5 separate regions of the Mus musculus genome follow, and regions 1, 2, 4 and 5 are each linked to region 3. The links are chromatin contacts, called in public Hi-C, HiCAR-type and promoter capture Hi-C maps. All regions are on one chromosome and are shown on one strand. Each heading gives the region's core, a stretch centred on a gene start, on an enhancer-like site or on the middle of the called end of the contact. The rest is flanking DNA. Distances are from core to core; before and after follow the strand shown.

Evidence for each region. Promoter capture Hi-C pulls out the DNA fragments that hold promoters and counts their contacts. Hi-C and Micro-C count contacts between places; a contact is called where the count stands out from the background. HiCAR-type assays count read pairs that join an accessible place to other places.
Region 1: a contact with region 3 is called in a HiCAR-type map of astrocytes, with 3 times the contacts expected there. The contact joins the promoter of Eny2 here to the promoter of Tmem74 in region 3. A contact is called at or near these places in 8 of 39 promoter capture datasets (the 3T3-L1 cell line, cranial neural crest, embryonic stem cells and 3 more), 5 of 484 Hi-C or Micro-C datasets (the N1E-115 cell line, brain, cortical neurons and 1 more) and 7 of 115 datasets of contacts at active chromatin or transcription factors (astrocytes, embryonic fibroblasts, embryonic forebrain and 4 more).
Region 2: a contact with region 3 is called in a Hi-C map of the N1E-115 cell line, with 2.9 times the contacts expected there. The contact joins the promoter of Ebag9 here to the promoter of Tmem74 in region 3. A contact is called at or near these places in 1 of 39 promoter capture datasets (hippocampal neurons), 1 of 484 Hi-C or Micro-C datasets (the N1E-115 cell line) and 1 of 115 datasets of contacts at active chromatin or transcription factors (astrocytes).
Region 4: a promoter capture Hi-C map of hippocampal neurons shows a contact between it and region 3, with 2.8 times the contacts expected there. The contact joins the promoter of Rspo2 here to the promoter of Tmem74 in region 3. A contact is called at or near these places in 6 of 39 promoter capture datasets (cranial neural crest, hippocampal neurons, liver and 3 more) and 1 of 484 Hi-C or Micro-C datasets (cortical neurons).
Region 5: a Hi-C map of the N1E-115 cell line shows a contact between it and region 3, with 4 times the contacts expected there. The contact joins the enhancer-like site here to the promoter of Tmem74 in region 3. A contact is called at or near these places in 5 of 39 promoter capture datasets (the 3T3-L1 cell line, cranial neural crest, embryonic stem cells and 2 more), 2 of 484 Hi-C or Micro-C datasets (the N1E-115 cell line and embryonic stem cells) and 1 of 9 other capture datasets (adipose tissue).

Annotation. Positions count from the first base shown.
Region 1 is chr15:44,426,719-44,429,545 of GRCm38.p6, forward strand. It overlaps Eny2 (ENY2 transcription and export complex 2 subunit), which reads left to right and starts at 1,393. Exons shown (of 5, transcript NM_175009.3): 1 at 1,393-1,524. The coding sequence starts at 1,519. It overlaps Nudcd1 (NudC domain containing 1), which reads right to left and starts at 1,589. Exons shown (of 10, transcript NM_001113554.1): 1 at 944-1,589. The coding sequence starts at 1,058.
Region 2 is chr15:44,618,178-44,620,877 of GRCm38.p6, forward strand. Ebag9 (estrogen receptor-binding fragment-associated gene 9) reads left to right here and starts at 1,263. Exons shown (of 7, transcript NM_001357691.1): 1 at 1,263-1,730.
Region 3 is chr15:43,868,600-43,871,304 of GRCm38.p6, forward strand. Tmem74 (transmembrane protein 74) reads right to left here and starts at 1,430. Exons shown (of 2, transcript NM_175502.3): 1 at 1,312-1,430.
Region 4 is chr15:43,169,411-43,172,110 of GRCm38.p6, forward strand. Rspo2 (R-spondin 2) reads right to left here and starts at 1,408. Exons shown (of 6, transcript NM_001357956.1): 1 at 962-1,408; 2 at 321-585. The coding sequence starts at 414.
Region 5 is chr15:42,978,273-42,980,972 of GRCm38.p6, forward strand. All of the region lies in intron 1 of Gm46505 (a long non-coding RNA gene), which reads right to left. Among named protein-coding and RNA genes, the nearest start is that of Gm46505, 3.7 kb to the right of the region's middle. Within about 2 kb of position 1,274, at least 3 of the 459 cell types and tissues checked have an H3K27ac peak or open chromatin away from gene starts, as enhancers often do. A contact at or near this core is called in the N1E-115 cell line, where this site is marked.

The DNA.
Region 1 (2,827 bases), core at 143-2,642, 560 kb after region 3:
ATCTCGATGAATCACAAAACAGGCCCACAACAATTACTTTTACACTTAAGAAACTTTAAAAACAAACAAACAAACAAACAAACAAAAAACCCAAGCATTTGTTGGTCTACTTGTTTATGTCTTTAATCCCAGCACAGAGGCAGCTGGTTATCTGTGAGTTCTGGGCCAGCCTGGGCTACAAAGCAAGTGCCAGGACAGTCAAGAATAGACTCCCTACAATCTAGATACAATCTAGAGAAAAGATACATAGATACATACATAAGTAACGCTTGATACTCAAACGTCGACTAACACCTCTAGATCACTATTTCTCAAAGTACAACCTATGGAAAACTTGTATCAAAATAAGAATCTGCAGAGACATGTATTTAAAAACACAAATCCCTGGACACTTTCCCTAACAAAACTACAATTCCTATGGTTGTAAAAAGGAGAATAGCCTCTAGGAAGTTACAGATAAATAAGTAGTAGCAGCAAGCAACAGTAAGCGCACTAAATCACTTGCCCTCAATAAATTGTAGCATGATCCAGGACCCGAGTATTTGAAACTGCTAACTGAATGTGGAAATTTTTCTCTCCCAAGAAATGATTCTGCGTCAGAAGGAAAAAGGGAGTTGGGGACTTTCCAAGGAGGTGTGGCTTCTCAGCGAACACGTTTACTAAAGGTAAGGTTTGGGAAGGAAGGACAACTTGAACCTTCAGAGCAGGAGCCAGAGATGTATGGGCGGAGAACATCCGAGCCTGAGCTGCGGACGCCTAGGCCAGCCCACAGTGCCGCGGCTAAGGCGCGGAAGGAAAGGGGGCATCCTCGGGTCCCCGCGTGGACGGCCGCTCTAGGTGCAGACCGGCAGGAGGTGGCTGGCTAGCCGGAGTGACAGAGGGTTGCGCCAATGGCAGCCTCAACAAGAAGGAACCGGGTGCGAGAGGGTGCCGCCGATCCCACCTGCATCAAGCTCCAGCTGGTAGCAGGGCAGCGGTTCGAGAGACAGCTTGTAGCCCTCGAAGCGGGGATCCAGCAGAGGTCTTTTCACCCGCAGAGAGCAATTGGCCGCCTCCATCGCGTTCCCCCGATCCCAGCAAGAGAATCAATAAAGCTCTTGTTGAAAGGTCCGCGCTTCACTCCTGGAACTGAGGCTGGGAAACGGCGTGGTTCCCATCCCAGACGACTCTGCGGCGCCACGTCTCTTCTGGGAAGTGTAGTGTCCATGAGAAATTTGGTTCTGTTGCAATGCTGGGAAATGTAGTTTTTTGATCCCTGAACCCACGTCAGCTAACAGACTCTGGACTTCCTTACCCAGAGGGCCGAGCGACCAGAAGGCGGCCCGCGCTAGTTGAATTCTCACATTATAGGCAGGGTGGCCAGATCCCGCCCCGGAAATGCGTGGTCTAGCTTTCTGTGTGCTTAGGTGCCCGAGCTACTGAGGGTCTAAGTCCGGGCAGCCGAAGAGTGTGGTAGGTAACGGTCGTCAGCGCAAGGGTCATTTCGTCGCTGGGAAGGGACGGCCCTCGCCCGCGGTGATGGTGGTGAGCTATGCCCGTGGTCCTCAGGGCCGGGACCCGGGCCCAGCCCAGGCTCCTTTCGATGTGCTGTCTTTCGTTAGCTTCCCCGACCCGCGCTCGCTCGCTCGCTCGCTCGCGGGCCTGTAGGGCTCTCCGACAGGGCGTGCTGCTGGAGTTGGCCGGGAGCCAGTCCCCGCTTTGTTTTCTGGCTCCTCCCCTCCCGCCTCTCCAGCTGTCTGCGCCGTGTTGCATTTTCCTAAAGAATGTCAGAACCGGGAGGGAGTCCCTAGCGCCCTGGTTTTACCAGTGAGAAAACTGAGGCCTTTAGGCATTAAGTGACTTGCCCAAGGTCACTATCCGTGATTTTAGGGGCCAAGACGAGACGAAGTTTTGCTGTTCTTGCTATGACACTGTCTAAACTTTTGCAGTTAATTTGGAAATGTTAAGCCCCAACTACAGAAGTAAAGCGTTGCCTAGTTATTAACCCTCTGTTCACCTGCTTCTTGCGCAGCCCAACTCTGAAAATTCTTTGTAGTCTGAATTTCCATACAGACAAGACGGAGAATTACAAAAGAAGATTCACACTAAGTAGGAAAACATTAACTTAAACCTGACTTTTAAATGGCAAAAATGCGCTCAAAAGTTAACCTTGCTTTTTTTTTTTTTCCCCTACACCTATTTTGGCATTGGTTGTCTGTTTTTTATTGAAAATGAAGAATTTCTCAAAGACTAGTTTGAAATTCGTTTTCTTACTTACCCTTCAGAAATAAGGATATGAAATCCAAAGCTAGGGTAGCAGTTGTAATTCTCCGTGAAGTTTATTGGGTAAAGCAAGCACATAGTCTTATTTCATTTTTCATAGTCGTATCTTTTATTAGTGTGCATGCTATGGCTTACCCAGAAATTGAATGCAGTTAAGATGCAGAAATGAACGCCAGTCAGATATTAGTGTACAATTAAATAAGGTGGGACTCCAAGTACCTGACTTCACATTCTGTCTCTGTGCCTCAGTGTTCTCATCTGTAAAATGGAATTGTGTCATTAGAGCAAATTTGGGGGTTAAATATTCTCAGTTTTAGGTACATAAGTGCTTAATGGTATTATAATAGTAGTTATTCCCTTTTTAAAAAGACAAAGAAAATAAACAATAAAGAGCTTATGAGGGAAGGGAATTGGGATACAGGAAATAGTACTAAGAATAATAATACCATGTAAGGTACTTAAAATTATCATCCTTTCCTTATTATAATGTTCAATGTATTAGGATGATTGTCTAGAGAGGTCTTAGAAGGAAACACTTTTCTAAATATTATGTATCTCAAAATGC
Region 2 (2,700 bases), core at 13-2,512, 750 kb after region 3:
TGTACACACACACACACACACACACACTCCCTTGCCAGCCACTTCCTAATAGTAGCTTCTTAAGAATTCTTAGTCCAACAGAACAATAAACTCGGATTTTTACAAGCACACAAGATAGAAAAAGAAAAGAAAACATGAAAAGAATATGCTTGTGTACATACATACATACATATGTATGTATAAACGTAGAAGTGAAACTGTCTAGAAGAACAAGGATCTATCAGCGGTGGGAGGAAAAAAAGGGGGTAGGAGGTTGTATCTGTTCAAGTTACAATGTTTCCTTAAATGAAAGCATTTTTATGGAACAAAGTAACATGTACAATAAAAAATAAAAACCAAAAGTCAATCAAACAGCAGAAAAATATCCGATTGCAAGAGAGAACCCCAAAAAGACAAGAGCTGGGTAAAAAGGCTAGCCCCTGATGCAGGATATAAGGAGGGACCTAGAAGAATCACCCGCCTTACTTTCAGTTAAAAACTGGACTAAGATTTAAACAGAGCCAGATAAATTCTGAAAGAGACGTGTAAACGTCTCAGGTCCAGCAGTAATTGGGGTCTGTCCTAGTCACACCCAAATCATTTTGAGACAGAGAGGCTTCGCCAATGTTTCACAATCTAGATGCAGTTTCGCCTTGGCCCCATCTAGCAGACAGGTTTAAGGATGGAACAGGAGACTTGGTCACAGGCGAGACACTAATCTACAAAGGAGGAAAGGAAAACAACTTGGCAGGAGCCCAGTTGCTCCAGGACAAAAAAAAACCCAACACACTACTATTAACAAAAGGCCAAAGCAGTTGCACTGTCCCGACTAACCACGCCCCTATGCACTCATTGGCTTGCGACTTGCACGTCAATGACGTATCTATCCTCTATTGGGCCAGAAGTACGAGAGGCAGAGTGCGGAAGCCAGAGCCTGGAGACAGGGTCTGGGCGGGGAAACGGGCGGGGCCAGGGCGGAGCTAGGGCGGGGTCCGGGCGGGTTTTTGGAGAAGGGGCGGCCATGGCGGCTGCGCGGCGGCCACGGCGGCTGCGACGGAGCGCGCGCCCGGCTTTGAATGAGCGGAGCTGGGACTGAGCTGGCGGAGCGCGAGCTCGAGGCAGACAGCGGCTGTGCGCGCGCGCGCCTCGTGAGCGCGCGTGGCCCGCGGCAGCTCGGAGCCTCCGCCGGGCGGGCGGGGAGGGGGAGGGGCAGGTGAGTGTGTGCGGCCTGCGCGCGCCCGCGAGGGGCTTTTTCTCTACCCACCCGCCTCCTGACCCGGTCCGGCCTGCGGCTGGTGGCCGCGCTTCCCGGTCACCCTCTGGGTCGCCCCGTACTTCCTGCCCTCCCGCCTTTCTCTTCGGCCCTCTACCTCGACCTCCCACTCGCCGAGCCACCACTCTGGGGTACTGTTTCCGGGTCAGGGTGACCTGTGGGGAGAGCCGAGCGTGGCTTGGAACCGGCTCGTCCCTGTCCCCTCGCTATGCTGCGGTCCCGCACGGGCGTCCCGCCTGGGAGCTGCCGACCCGGAAAAACCCCACGTTCAGTCTTTCCCAAGGGCAATGTGCCGCCTTCCTGCCCTCCTCTACGGGCCTCGCACCTCTCGGGGCCGATCTGCCCAACATCCAAACCCCATCCCACCCGGCTCCCACCTTCAGCAGTTTAGAACGCCTCACATGCCGCCCGCCACCGGGCGTGGGATTGCGTAACCAGAAAGCTCGCGTGTGTGTTGTTTTGCTCATCTGTGCAGTGGGTATGATTTTTTTTTTTTCCGCCAGCAAGTTCTAGGTGGGTAATCTGAAAGTGAAAATTATTTTAGTTATGAGACTCACCGTTGAGTCATTCAGAAGATCTTAACCCACCTTGGTTAACTAACAGTCCCCGGGGTGTCAAATTCGAAGGCCTGATGGTACAGAATGTTCGGTTTTTACCACCAGCTTTCCAAAACTGCACTTCTGCTTTTGCTTACATGCCTCCGGTGTTGACCCTTCCTTGTCATGTTTGAGTTCAGGTAGATTTTTATTTGGGAGCTTTATGATATTTAACTTTAGCGAGTCACAGACCTAATTTGAGTATATTCTGTGCTTTCGTAGGTCGTGGGACTTTCAAGTAATTGTATAGACTTAGAAATGCAGGATTAGGACAGCATTTGATGACTCGTTTAATGAGTATCACCTGGCTTGGCTTAATGAATTATAGTTTAATTGATGTATACTCCAGGATCTGAAGAAATTGAGCACAAGGACAGATTGACCACGTCATGCAGGATTCTTTTTCTTTATGCCTTCCTCCCTTATAGGGAAATCTTTCTTAGTTGTCACAACAGAGCTCTTCTTCCTATTGTTTAATTGGAAATGCCATTTCTTCAAAATTATTTCTCTGGCATAAAGTTTCTGCATTTTCTTAGTCATTTTCGTTTTTAAAATTTGAGTATTTTGGTAGGTTATTTCAATATTGTCCAGTTCTAGAAAGCATTTTAAAACACCCAAATTGCAAAGTAGCTCCAAGTAAGTGTTTTCCTAATTGAGAATCTATAGGTGTTTTAGAAATCAGACTGTAGTGATATGTATAAAATTGAAATCGTTTGAAACAGAATCAGGGCCTTAGGATTCCCCTCCTCCAGCCACTGCTGATTTAACCTGTTTAAATTACTCAGACCATTTATAGGCCTTATCCATTATATAGGAATGGTGAAACTATTGAACTAAATTCTGAACATGTTA
Region 3 (2,705 bases), core at 180-2,679:
TACAAACCCAGCACAAGTAGGGTGAGGAGTGAGAAGCAATTTCCAAGGCTAGCCCTGAAACACTATCTATGGCACTCTCTCACCTCCACGTTACCAAGAGTCTTGATAAGATAGAATTCTGTGTTGAACAGTAAGCCATCTGCTCATCTTTCCTGCCTCTGCTAGCTTCCTGGGGGGAAAAAATTCATCCCCACTCTCATCAAATATAGGAGGTTTAGTCAAGAACTCCTTTTGCTTTTATTTCAATCCAGAGTTGTTTAATCCATGATTGGAAGGGTAAGAGTCAAAATCCCCAATTCCAGCAGCTGGTGACAGAGGTTCAAGCAAGCCTCCCTAAGACAGTCAGGCAACTCACAGAACGGAAAAGAACCTTGACATGGTCATGCTTCCTGCTGCACTTCAAGCTTGCCCCACCCGGTCCTGTGTACTAAAATTATAAAAAGAGCGACAACAAAAAGGAGAAAAACACAGTGCTAAGAGTAAGGAAACTGTAACCGAATCAGAGTTTTCTTTCATCATGTGGACAAGCCCCCACAGAAGGATCCTTCAATGATGGAAGCAATGGGAACCGGTTTCATCAATTACCGAAATCATCACAGATGGATCCCTGAGGCACGAGTCGCTCTGATTAACCTTTGGCACAATTAGCTAATCATATTAGACTCCTTTATATAAAACTGGCAGGATCCCCCACGAAACTTCCAATTTATAACAGAGCGGGAATATTCTCTCTCTCTCTCTCTCTCTCTCTCTCTCTCTTTCTCTCTCTCTCTCTCTCCTTTCTCATCGGCTCTATGCTAACTGTACTGTCGATTTGCAGATCCGTAATCCAGCATCAGTTTAGGATGGATAATCCCAGGGGACCGGCTAAAGGTATCTTCTTCCCTCCCCACAGCCCTCTCTCTGTTTAAAAGCCCATTTAATGAGATTGCACCTCCAAGGCAAGAGTACCGTTTTCCCTAGTCTGCTGTGCAATTAAAGGCAGTAAAATACAGGCAGAACAGATAGGAACAAGGCTGGTCTGCAGAAGACCGCGTAGGGTAGTGGGATACAGGATGCAGGATGAGCGCACTGGGTTTATAGGACCCGCTGCCAGCACTGGACAGGGGTGCCCCCAATAGGCTGCGGGATCAATCATTTCTCCCAGCAGACTCTTGGCCCATCAAGGCACCTGCAGTCTGGCTGCATCCGCTTAGGTCCTGCAGGCACCTCAAGCGGGAATGGGGATGCGTTCCCCGGCTCCTTTTATCTCCAAGCTCCGGTTCTTTCCACTCCGCGCGCTTCCTCCCCACCCCACTCTCTGCTACTCACCTTCTGCTTTGGCCACTCAGTAAAGCTGAAGCTGTGAACACTCGCGTCCGCATGGCACCCGGAGAAAGTCCGTTATTTCTAGCCACAGCACTTGTAGCCTGTGTTTGCCGCTGGGTTATGCTGGGTGGGCGGTGCCCGCCGAATCGGGCAGGGCGGGGCAGGGCGGGGCGGGGTGCTTCCTCTGCTGAGCATCCCGGGAGATGTAGTTCAGGGGAAGTCCTTGCATCTCTTCGTTCGCGTTGTCCAGCATCTCCAGGATTTTGCTCTTCTGGGAAACAGTTTCCTCCATCCAAGCATTTACCTGCCTGAGCTTCGAGCTCTGGCCTCTCTAAGGTGAGTGTGTCTCCCTTACATCCCCAGCCCACCATCCTCTCATCCACCTGCTTCTAGTGCAGCCACAGGATTCTGGAGGACTAGGGAACCAAGCAATACATTTACTTCCAACTGTGTGCCAAGCAAGTTGCATACTTTGTCATATTGAATAGTCAAAACACATTTTCAAAGTAGAAGATTTTTATCAATTTTCTTTTTTAAAATGAGGAAGAGGGCTCAGAGAGATTCATGGCTCCCTGCCTACAAAAGTTAGGAGATCAATAAATAGTAGCATTTGAAATCTTATCCAGGAGTGTGATTCCAAAGTCGTTGCCTTTCCCATAAAAGAGGAAGAATATGAACACTGAGAGTAACAGTGTCAGTTTCTCCCCTGTACTTACTGTTATATCTTGGATCTGTTGAATGTATTAATAAATTAAAAGTTGGGATCCTTTATTGACAGGGCCTTTCCTACACATTTTACTTAATTCATTCATTTTTAGAGGTATTGTGAAAGTCCTCAATTTTACAGAATATCTGAGCTGCAAAATGCCCAAACTTATGCCACTGATTCAGTAAGTTCTAAGCATTATGTTGTACTGACTGGGGGTAGGGGGCGAGAGCAGAGGGTAAGAGAGGGATCAGGTTTGGTAATGAAAATTGAAGATTGCCGCCACTCTTGAGATAGGACAAGCTAACACCTCCTTTACTCAAAGTAATATTCAGCAGCACATCTTGGAAATAATGTGTTTGTGGATCATCTCCAGGTGTGATTTTTGAGACCATTGATTGATTCCATCCAAGAAACATAAGATTACAGTATCCATGCCATTTTCTGCTTGCAAGTAGCTCACATAAATGCTGCGGTCACACTTGAGAGACAGATTAGCTTCTTAAAGTGACACAGCAAATGATAATACCTTTTTTTTTATTCACAAACATTTTTAAAAGTCAATCTCTTGGTTCTTATTTCTTCTCTGGCTCACTATACTATATGACGGAGAATGTATTTTCTCTGTTTCTTGATTCCAGCCAGCCTTCAAAGACACACTTGCCAACCTTATTTATGAAGGACCCTCTCA
Region 4 (2,700 bases), core at 158-2,657, 700 kb before region 3:
TGCCACATAAGAAATGTGATCCAAAGAAGAGTTCAGGAGAGGTGGCACAGACTGTGAACCACATGATAAATCCCTGGGCGCTTGCGGGAGGGAAGCCCAGCACATCAAGCTCCCAATGCTTCTAAGGTCCCATCGCACCCACTAGGGACAGAAGGAAGCTTTCTGTGGAGTTCTGTGACCCTGAGAATGGTCAGTGGTAGCCCACACAAAAACTGGGGTGCAGAGCACAGTCCTGTCCCTCGAGTCCCTAAAGCCTAAATGTGAATAAGCACTCCCACCCACTCAGGAACTCCACGCACCTTCAGCCGAGCGCGACCCACCTCGCTTATTGCGTCTCCATCGGTTGCCTTGGCACTGGCTGTAATCCATACAGTTCAGAATGATGAGGGCAAATGAGAAGAGGCAAAAACGCATCTGGACGGTCGGGCTGGGGAGAGACACCTCTCAAAAGTCGAGGAAATGACGGGCTCCTGGAAGGAGACAGTGCGGGTCGCGCTCCTAGGGAGGACTTAGAGACAGATGTCACTGCCCTGCGGCTGCAATGATCAATTTGGCTCGATGAGCATCTCTCCCTCCACGGTGAACCTGGGAGAGGAGGAAAAGAGAAGCTGGGTGGGTGGAGGACTGAGAGAACCCGGAGGAGGTACCTGCACCTTCGCGCCTCTTAGTTTAAAGAAAGGAGGGAGGGAGGACGCGAACTCACTGGCACGATCCACGCAGCAGTTTAACGCAGATGGCACAGCTGCAGGAGACTTGGAGAGGAAGGTGATTACAATCAGTGAATTAGCAACCTCTGCGGAGCACTGCCTTCTGACCCTGGAGAAAGGGCGTTGTGCGAGCTCTGCAGAAGGAAAGGCGCTCTAGAAGCAGCCGAGCGCAGGGCTTTCAAGGGGCGCTCTGAAGCCTTTCGCTCCCCGGATGGGCTATCCCAGCGCCCCAGCACCAGGTGTAGATCGCCTACCGTGCGCTCGCGTCTCTCGGGCTGCACGGCGTGCCTAGGCGCGGCGCTCCATGCCAGGCTCTGGAAGCGAGCCGGGCTGTTTGGTCAGCACGTGGGCTCGGAAAAAGTTTGCGGACACCCGCCGGGAGCTCTTGGCAGCTTTAGGATTCCGCCGGCTGCAGAAGGGTCCGCGGACCCCGAGGGTCCTCGGGGCTGGCGGCGCCTAGCAAAAGCGCGCGGCCGGGCAAGCGCGACCGCAGGCGCTGAGATGCTGGGTCTCCGCCTGCGAGAGCGATTCCTAGTCGAGGGGCGCGTCCACTCTCTTCTTGGTGTCCGGGTCCAGTCGCTGCTCCCAGGGCTCTCTCCACCACCACTTCGCAGCTGAAGTTTCTCGCTGCCTGAGCTAAGGGAGACAGAACACTGCCCGGAGGCCGAAGGGATGTAGCCAGCGCACTTTCCGATGGAGATGCAGACAAGCTAAGGCTCGGGATGCTTCTATAAGTAGGTGGTGCTGTGGTCCAAGACATCTAAAGCCAGGCTGCCTCAGAGTTCCTGGGTCCTAAAGCCAGAAACGCTCGGGTTTCCCTGAGGTCCTAAAGAGTACTGACGGCATGCAGAGAGCTTCGTGTAAGAAAAATAATGCTCACCCGGCTTTCCCAGAGGGATGGTCTAAACTGAAGAGCACCTAGGGTGAGCGATATGGCCTGCCCTTGCTGTTCACACCCAAGGTGTCCTCTCGGGAACAATGGAGTCGATTCCCACCTCACCAATTAGCCTTTCTCCAGAAGAATTTGATGGGGAACTGAAGGTACCTTCTACTTTCCTCCTGAGTGCCAGGATGAGACTGCTGCTTCTGAAAAAACACTTCAGCCTTTAAAAAAAAAAAAAAAACAAGAAGACAAACCTCTGCCCTTTTCCCAAAATTTAAATCCTAGCCCTGCTCTGAAGGCAGACGTCCCCAGAAATTGAAACGCATGCTCAGTTTAAGGAGTAAGTTTAGTATTTCCCATTGCCTTTACCTTTCCACACAGCTGTTTTTTTTCCTTTACTTTATTTTTTTCCCAACAGATTTCACAAACATATGTGATACTTTGCAATACTCAAAAAATTGGGAGCTTTCTTCTTCAGAAATCGAATGTTTACCACTAGTTTGTTTTGTTCTTAATCTTTACCCCTCCTTTGTTTCCCAAGGTCTGAATTAAACTTCAAATGCCCTGAGTTGGAGAACTACTTACTATATCACTCATTAAAAACATTAGGTGCTACCAATTTTAATCTAGTGAAATCGTCTGCCATACATTCACTGCTATTGGGAATAATGTATTTCCTCTTTGAACAGAAGATAAGAATCTATAATGTTAGACTTGGCAATATAGGGAAATAATGTATGTCTTCTTTGAGCAAAAGATAAGAATCTATAATATTAGACGTGGCAATATAGACGTCTCTTTAAATGTGTTACTAGGCACGTTGTTACTGTAGCTTTTTAGTGGCTGTTGGTTGGTTTTATTTTTGAGATTGGGTTGTAGCCCAGGCCAACCTGGAACTCATCCTAGTAAGGCTGACCTAGAATTCCCAATCCCTCTGCCTCCACCACCTAAGAGCTAGGATTACAAACACATGCCCAGCCCAGGCTCCTTAATAACATTTTGTACTATTTCAATTCTCCCTTTTGTTCCTTCAGTTTCTGCATGGGCTCAGAAATTTGAACTGAAGAATCATATAGAAGTAATGGGGGCTTTAATAGCCATGTTTATTAA
Region 5 (2,700 bases), core at 24-2,523, 890 kb before region 3:
GAGACTCTTTACTTTTGCCTCATATACAAATCAACTCGGCTTATTTTACTCTCTCCATTGATATCCTACCCTACATCATTCTTGGCGCCCACTGAGACAACTCAAACAGCATCTTTTCCTGTCTCACTGCCTTGCCTTGTTTCTTCCAATCCACAGAGAAGTCACACTGACCTTATATCCCCTCCTTGCACAAAAGGGGTGCTACGTCCTTTTGCAGCTTCACACCTGACCAGCATCTACCACTGTCATCTCAGTACTCAAGCCTTTTGCCTCACACCAGCTCCAGACACACCAGCTTCTTTTCTGATCTTCTCTGTTTTACCACCTCTGCTCATGCTGCTCACGATCTTCTTGCCTCAGATTCTCTAGTGCTTGGATTTCCTGTAGGCACACCACTCCTAGTTCATTAATTTGTTCTGAAAGTCTAAAAATAGCATTGCTATCCTGTTGGTTTATTTTTACTTAAAATCAAGTCTCCTGCCATGCAGCTTAATCATATATTTTGTCAAAGTATTTGACATCCCAGAAGATGTTCTTACACACACTAAAAATTCTGACTCTTCCATAGGCATATACCCAAAGCCAATCAGTAGAAGCTCCTGGGTCCCTTGTGGATTATTGCAAACTCATTATGTAGAAATTGCAATAACAAAGACATTGACCCTAAAGTGCCCAGGAAAGTGGCATACTTCCATTTGTGTCTTGCAGCCTCTCTGGGCTCTGCCTATAATGCAATCATGTTTACATAAGGATTAGTTCTAGTGACAAGTGTCTGGGTTTTCATTTAGGGCTGAACAGGACTCACTCCACCACAAAGAACCACTGGATCATAGAGAGTGTGTTCTTTTAATTTTCTTCCATAAACAGACAAAAATTGAAATCAGCTGTCAGCAAAGTCCAAATTAAAGAGCTGAGCATCAGAGTCACCACTGAATCGAGATCAGTTTTTAGGCTGGAGTAGTGGGGGTTTAGATTTTTGAATTTCCAATAAAAATATATTGTTAGGTACAAAGTGAAGATTTCATTTTAACTGGGGTTTAAATACACTGTGCATTGTTTGCTTTTCAAAAATTGAATTTAGCTTGAAACTAATATCATTCAAAAAAAAACAGACCTTCCCTTGCTTAAATGTTGTACATGATCTCAAAGCATAATGCAATAAATGTGCAATTCCTCACCATCCCTAATATGATTATAGCGGATACAGCTCCGTCTGCTCAGCTTGCAGGCTGTGACTCTCCTTGATGTGGCTCAGAATAAACTGCTAATGCTTCTAATGATTTCAATGATTACTCTAATTCTGTCCTAGCAGGGTTTTCTTTCTTTCATTGTTTCACAGTGACATTGATGCTGAGAACATGTCCATCCGCTATGACAATACTTTGCAACTGTGATTAGAATGTAAGCAAAATGTTCAGCTTGGAACTTCAGATAATTCAATAAATAGGATACAAATTATTCATGTCTATTAAGGTAAACGTAGACATCTGTGGTTATGTGCAATGCTGGGTAATTAGGTTATCATAGGCATGAATGTAATTAGGGGACAATGTGGCATGGTAGGGAAAGCAATCCTAGTTGTAAGTCAGATCAGGATCTGAATTGTGACATACCTTCCCAAGAGTGCAGTATTAATGTTTTTGAATTTTAATTCTATTTTTAAAATAGGTACATTAATATTTCATATGGTTGTTTTAAATGTGTAATTTGATCGTGTACATTACATGCTTACCATGAAGACATGCCTATTGAAAGTTCTCAACTATACAATTGTTCTAACAATTTCACCAGTTAAACTCAGCAACAGATTGTTCAGTTTGCTATGTGTCCAGCTCTAAGAGCTACAAAAAAACAGTATGAAATAATGTTCATGGCTTGAAAGTCTAGTTGTTAGCTTTAATTTTGGCAACTCTAGTTCCTGAAACAAGCAATTTGTTACAAGTTGGGAAAGGCCTGCATAGAGAGGAAGGAAGATGAGAGCTATAAGGGGCTAGAGAAGAAGAGAACAATGTAGCAGGATATCTGATCATACTGTGAACCTCCAGATTGTACACTGGAAAAATCTCTAGGTGTGGTGTGGCTCAGCCCTAGAACACACCTTTAATCAAAGAGCTTATTGTAAAGAAGATTGAATAAAGTCAACCATACGTCAAGAGGCAGAGCAAATAATCAGTTGACATAGGGATGGGGAAAGGAAGCACAAAATGTGAGAGGAAATCAGGAGAACAGATAATGAGATGCACAGGAAGTAGAAAGGAGGGACATTTGGCTTGGAGGGTTTTAAAGGGAGTATGGAAAAGAACTGTTGTTGTTGTTGTTGGTGGTGGTGGTGGTGGTGGTGGTGGTGGTGGTTTGGTTTGGTTTGGTTTGGTTTGGTTTGGTTTGGTTTGGTTTGGTTTGGTTCGGTTTGGTTTGGTTTGGGTATTTTCCCCTTCTGGGTTGAAGAAGGTTAGCTCGTTTTTTTCTCTGCCTCTCTGGACTAACAGGCTTTCATCAAAGCATCCTGAGTCTTCATTTGGTAAAACCAAATGTTTGGGATTTCGTTTTAAAAACAGCAATAATGATTAAATATAACTAATACTGTATTTTATTAAAAGACATGTGAATGCGTTCCTTCTCATGCTATCTTGTTGTGCAATGAACATCTTTATTTTGTGGTGACATGAGATGAGACCATGCTTGAGTTTCATAACCTCATCA